Regions from separate parts of the Sus scrofa genome. Here region 1 is linked to region 2. Evidence: chromatin contacts called from public promoter capture Hi-C data. All regions are on one chromosome and are shown on one strand. The core of a region is the stretch at or near the end of the contact, and the rest is flanking DNA. Distances in the headings are between cores, read along the strand shown.

The links. Promoter capture Hi-C pulls out the DNA fragments that hold promoters and counts their contacts.
Region 1: a promoter capture Hi-C map of liver shows a contact between it and region 2, with 3 times the contacts expected there. The contact joins two enhancer-like sites. A contact is called at or near these places in 1 of 5 promoter capture datasets (liver) and 1 of 2 datasets of contacts at active chromatin or transcription factors (alveolar macrophages).

What each region holds. Positions count from the first base shown.
Region 1 is chr15:121,236,927-121,240,030 of Sscrofa11.1, forward strand. No RefSeq gene overlaps it. Among named protein-coding and RNA genes, the nearest start is that of ZFAND2B, 4.6 kb to the right of the region's middle. Within about 2 kb of position 1,540, at least 9 of the 83 cell types and tissues checked have an H3K27ac peak or open chromatin away from gene starts, as enhancers often do. A contact at or near this core is called in alveolar macrophages and liver, where this site is marked.
Region 2 is chr15:120,307,726-120,311,030 of Sscrofa11.1, forward strand. The region is part of intron 4 of ARPC2 (actin related protein 2/3 complex subunit 2); the gene reads left to right. Among named protein-coding and RNA genes, the nearest start is that of ARPC2, 12 kb to the left of the region's middle. Within about 2 kb of position 1,501, at least 40 of the 83 cell types and tissues checked have an H3K27ac peak or open chromatin away from gene starts, as enhancers often do. A contact at or near this core is called in alveolar macrophages and liver, where this site is marked.

The sequences.
Region 1 (3,104 bases), core at 290-2,789, 930 kb after region 2:
GTTCCTATGTGGGTATTGGTTTAAAAGTTTGAAAAACATTGGAGTTCCTGTCGTGGCACAGTGCTTAACGAAACCGACTAGGAACCATGAGGTTGCGGGTTCGATCCCTGGCCTTGCTCAGTGGGTTAAGGATCCAGAGTTGCCGTGAGCTGTGGTGTAGGTCGCAGATGTGGCTTGGATCCGGTGTTGCTGTGGCCCTGGGGTAGGCCGGCGGCTACAGCTCCAATTCGACCCCTAGCCTGGGAACCTCCATATGCCGCAGGAGCAGCCCTGGAAAAAGGCAAAAAGGCAAAATAAATAAATAAATAAATAAAAAATAAAAGTTTGAAAAACATTAACTTATACAATTTAAGACTCACCCTAGGGGCTGCAAAGGGACCCATGCAATACACATCTGCTTGGAAAAGGCTGTTTAAAATCAGAGTTTTGGTGTTCCCGTCGTGGTGCAGTGGTTAACGAATCCGACTAGGAACCATGAGGTTGTGGGTTCAATCCCTGGCCTTGCTCAGTGGGTTAAGGATCCGGCGTTGCCATGAGCTGTGGTGTAGGTCGCAGACGCGGCTCGGATCCCGAGTTGCTGTGGCTCTGGCGTAGGCCGGTGGCTGCAGCTCTGATTCGACCCCTGGCCTAGGAATCTCCATATGCCGTGGGAGCGGCCCTAGAAAAGGCAAAAAGACAAAAATAAAAAAATAAAATAAAATCAGAGTTTTGTCCTCCAGGAGGGAGCTGGGGAATGGCTATTGGGTAGACCACCAACAGAGTGGGCTACAATCAGAGACAGACCTTGATCCTATTGTTCTCATCCTCAAACCCCTTGAGCTAAGAGAACTGCCGTATACAAGCTCGGCAGCTCTGTGCCTTCAAGAGAACCATCTACTTCATTACTTCAAGCTCAAATATCATAAGTCATCCTTTATTTCCCTTTGCAACACTAGCTGTGCCTCAAATTATCTGTTCTCCTTCACTGCCATAATAATTGAAATTTTATCTGGGCACATGGCCACCCAAATAAAGACCACATTTCCCAGCTTTGCTGGAGCTAGATATGATCATGTGACTAAGTGCTGGGCTGTACAATGTGCACAGAAGTGATATATGCAAATTCGGGGTCATACCCTTAAGTGGGTGTGGGTGTGGGTGGGGCAGCGGGGTGGGGCAGCGGCATGGGGAATGCTGTCTTTTCCTCCTTCCTCATTCTGATGCCTAGAACAAGGATGCGTTTGGCACCACACAGACCAAGCCACCCCCTTAGGGGTGGTGAAGCAATAAAACGGGAGGTGCCCAAGTCCCCAACAGGGACTGTCGTACAAGGCCTGGATTATTACATAAGCAAGAACTTAAACTTCTTTCTTGTTTATGCCACTGTTTTTGAGGCCCTGTTATGGCAGCTTACCCTATATCCTGCCCAATACCCTCTCCTTAGACATTGTTACTAGAACATGGCACAAGTTTGAAGGGCCAAGGTACGTAGATGTTTAACGCATCTGATTTTAAGGTGTGTGGACTTTAAAACATACGCTCAGACAATGTTTGTCTTTATAGCTAAGCTCCAAAACCCAGCGGGCTGAGGATCAAATAAAAACAACTCCTGCCTGTGTCCTGTGCTGCTTAGACTAGATTAAACCATATGAAACCGCAGTTGTTATAAGTTAAAAAATAGTTAACTATTAGCAACGTCTTATGATTAAATCTAACAGAACTGATGTTGGGTTTCACAGATATGCAGACTTGGAACTCACAAATAGCAAGCTCTTCAACACTTTCTTTCTTCCTTTCTTCCTTTCTTTCTTTCCTTCCTTCCTTCCCTCCCTCCCTCCCACCTTTCTTTCTTTCTTTCTTTCTTTCTTTCTTTCTTTCTTTCTTTCTTTCTTTCTTTCTTTCTTTTTCTTTCTTTCTTTCTTTCTTTCTTTCTTTCTTTCTTTCTTTCTCTTTCTTTCTTTCTTTCTTAATTTCTTTCCTTCCTTCCCTTCTTCTTTCCTTCTTTCTTTCTTTTGTTCTTTCAAGGCCTCACCCATGGTATGTGGAGGTTCCCAGGCTAGGGGTCGAATCAGAGCTATAGCCACTGGTCTACACCACAGCCACAGCAAAGCTGGACCTTTAACCCACTCCACTGAGTAAGGCCAGGGATCTAACCTGCATTCTCATGGATGCTAGTCAGATTCCTTAGCCGCTCAGCCATGACAGGAACTCCAACACTTGTCCTTTCTAAAGCGCCCAGGCCAAGCTGAATCCCCATGGCTGAGGCCCCTTAGGTGTCCACCTGGCACAAGAGTCTCCTGCAAGTCAACTGCCTGATTTCAGGGTGTGACAAGAGAGTCTGACAAAGAATCTAATGGGGTGACTTATCACTATCTTAAAAGGGACAAAATGAAACTAATGAAATAATGGCAGTTAGCCGTCATTTTGTTGGGGGTTGTGGACTTTGGGAGGAGACAAAAAGTAATGATATGACTGAAACCCATGTGTGGAAACTATAAGATTCATCTTTTTGTGAGGCTGACTCTGTCTTGTTGGTCAGAGTATTACAAGTAACAATCCTTCCTATCCTCAGTCAGAGCACCAGTATGGTCGTATGGCTTATATGTTACAGGTCCAGTGGTTCTATGAACACTGATTCTTTTGGCCTCAATTCGCATTCCCAGGAAAGAATCTGATTGGCCAGACATATCAAATGCTCTTGGTGCCCTGTGCCACATCTGCTTGGCACATCCGGACTTCAGTTGTCAATGTGGACAGAAAATTCCTATGAGCCCTGATACCTTCCCCCCTCCAAGCCTAGCCAGCATCAGTATTTCTGCCTCAAGGCTTTTCCCAAAGCCTCCATAGCTCAGTCAGCTTGCACGCAGGTGCAGGTTGGCTGTGCAAGGTGGACATGAAGGAGTTATCACCCCCAGCAGCCACCCCCAATTTAGGAAAGACAAGAATCACCCTAGTTTCCTTTTGAAGGACAATTTGGAGGGATATTTGTATATATTTCCTCCTAGAGTTTCCCGTGGAATTGGGCTCCTATTATCACAGAAGCAATCAGTTCAATAACAGTTTTTATCAGTTTTCCTTCATTCCCTGTCTCCCTTCTTTGGACTTTCTTGCTCTGGCTGGGATCA
Region 2 (3,305 bases), core at 251-2,750:
ATTTCCACTGGCAGCACTGGCCACTCTGGATAGCTTGCTCACCTGACCAGGAGCTCTTGATTCTGTTTTCCCATAGTCCTATTTTAAAAAAGGGTGTGTCCCCCAAAAGATCTTGGCTCTTTGTTTGCCTGCTTTTTGTTCTGGAGAAATAAAGATGTTCTCTAACCAATGAAAACAAAAACAATTTTAGTTCTCAAAAAATGTAGCAAAGAGGACTTTGACCAATACAAAGATAGCTATCGCAAGACTGAGATGGGTTCTGTTCTGTTTCTGTAATGTTATGAAGCAGATATATAAATTCTGGCCTGTTTAAAGTTTATAATCTTAATTTCTCATTCTGAAAATAGAGACACAAATCTGCCGTTTAAATTTTTCAATGTTCTTTAGAGCTGGCCTCTTTAAGTATCCCTTCTTCCCTACGACTACTTTAGGGGAAATAAGAAAGGGTGTCCATGCATTATGAAACTTTCGATGGCCATGCTTTATTCACTGGTTTCCTTCAATAGCTAAAGTAGCAGGTTTGGTTCCTGTTGAACTGTATTTGCTCTGGGGAGCGCCATTTATGGAAGAAAGAAAATGCTATTACACCAGTGTGTGCACGTTGTGGTTGGGACTCAAAGCAGGAAGTATGACTCAGTTCCTGAATCAGTTTTCAAATATCTTTTAGTTTTAACAAAGTATGTTCTCCTTAATCTGGTGAAGGAAGATATAGCCATTTCTTTTTTTCTTTCTGACTAAGAGAAGTAGCTTTTGACTTATTTAAAATTGAGGTAATGAAAAGGCTGTTCACAAAAGAATGTGATTAAAATCTCAATAAATTTTTGGTCTAAAAACTAAAATTGACTTTAACCAAACAGAATACCAAGAGCCATAGGCAATTATTTCCTTTAACTTCTTCGTATGTAATTGTTTTGTGCCATAAATTCAAGGGAAGAAGAATGGTTTAGAGAATTTGTATTCAGGCTTATATTACCTGAAAAGCTTGGGAAGGAAGACCTACTTTTTTAAGTAGTTGAAGGATTATTATATAAATGATACTGGGTCACTCTTCTCTTTACCAGATGAAGATCAAGAAGAAATAAGTGGCAGTTAAGGTGGTCCTGCTTTAGATTAACTGTAAGACAGCTACCCGGAAAGCACCGTTGAACATTTGAAGACACAACTAAAAAATTGTGTGATCATTCTCCCTAGACAGTCCTCTCCCTTTCAAGATCTAGGTGCAGTTCCTGTTGTGGCTTGGGGAGTTCCTTTTGTGGCTCAGCGGGTTATAAACCCAACTAGTATCCATGAGGACACGGGTTCAATCCCCACCCTCACTCATTGAGTTGAGGATCCAGAGTTGCCATAGGGTAACTTCTGTATGCCCCAGGTGGGGCCCTAAAAAAAAAAAAAAAAAAAAAAACTCCTTGGGAGGGAGAGAAAGTGTAAGGTAGTGCAGTCTGTGCTTTCCCTACAATGTAACTCCAGAGCACATTGCTATTCTTGTAGCTACTGCATGGGTCAAAGAACCAGCCCCACCCACTCAAGTGGGTGGAGTGTGTAACATTCATTCTCAGAGTGCACAGTACCTGGCTCCCTGGGTTGGTTAAACAGTGACTAGCCTTTGGTAATCACAGGAAGCTTGTTACTTTGTCACAAGCCCTTTTTCAAAGCAGAAAAGGGAAGGTCTTTCTGAAGTGGGAAGGTCTGATCTCCTGGTGTCAGGTTAGAAGAAGGGGGCACAAATTGAAAACCGGATGGTTAAAAGTGCAGATGAAGTAAACGGGGAAGCGTTGGCTGGTTTTGCCAAGAGGCAGAAGCAGAGGAGTTGTACGTGGTACGGTTTTGCCTCTAAGAACCTCTTGGATCTCAGAATATTAATCTAGTGATTTGGTATTAAACTAAATCTTAGGGGCTATGGTTTCTCCCACCTCTTTTTCTTTCCTCTAAGTGCACACAGTACGGAATTGTAGCTCAGAGGTAGCATGCTAGTTAAAATTCTCAATGGGGTATACATGTTACTTTTTTTCCCTGCCAAACTCTAGGAGAAGTGGTATATGGGGCACCTGAAGGCCAAATCTCTGTGCCACCAACTCTATGACCTTGAGCCTCTCCCTTCAGTTCCTCTTCTGTGAAAGAGATATCTTACATGGCCGTATGGTCACCACATAGGAAGTGGCATTACTTATCTGCTGCTTTATACAAACAAGTGTGATCATTGATTCATACTATGAGGTCCACCCTGTTATCCAAGTCTTAGAGATAGATGGAGAGTTTCTTCCAGCTGTAGGATAATGGTTAAATAAATATGTGGAATACTAAAGAATATTTCAGAATGAAGGGAAAGAACCTCACCATGTGGTAGTTTTTTCAATGTGGGACATGAGATAAATAGTGTAATCCAGGTTGTATGGTTTGTTTATGTTTTAAATACTTAGAGAATACATTTTGAAAATAAGATTTGAAGTTGTGGCACAGCAGAAACAAATCCAACTAGGAACCATGAGGTTGTGGGTTCGATCCCTGTCGTTGCTCAGTGTTAAGGATCTGGTGTTGTTGTGAGCTGTGTGTAGGTTGTAGGCATGACTCGGATCCCAAGTTCCAGTGGCTGTGCTGTAGGCTGGCAGCTGTAGCTCTGATTCGACCCCTAGCCTGAGAACCTCCGTATGCCAAAGGTGCAGCCCTAAAAAGCAAAAAAAAAAAAAAAAAAGATTAGAGGAAAAGCATTGACATTCACTCAGATCTGTTGGTATTGTCTGAGTCCCGACATGCAGGAATGCAGAAGGAAGTGGGCCCTGAGGTGACGGCAGTGAACAAGACAGGGCCCTGTTTCTCTGACAAACGGGATGCTATAAAACACACATACCACTTTTAAAATTAAAAGAAAACTTTGTGCTTTTGTTCACTTTTAATTTGGTAACTTGTCTTAGATTAAGCACCCCTTTTTTTTGGAATCCCAGAAAATGCAAGAGAATCATTAGTGCATTTGTGGTGACATTTGTGGATGCCTAGAGACCAAATCCTGTGGCCTGAGGGTTACTATCTTGGCCTGAGTCCTACCTTCCTATGGAATAGTGATGACACCTTCCCTTCCTAAGGATGAGTTTTTACTAAGAGTTAGTAATAAGCCCTGCCTGTGGTTTTGCCTCTTTTTTTTTTTGGCCATGCCTGAGACATGCAGAAGTTCCAGGGTCAGGAATCAAACCCATGCCACAGCAGTGACAAGGCTAAATCCTTAACCCACTGAGCCACCAGGCAGCTCCTGTGTTTGGCCTCTTAAACATAATAAAGACTATTAAATACTGAGAAGTTATTAAGTTCTAATG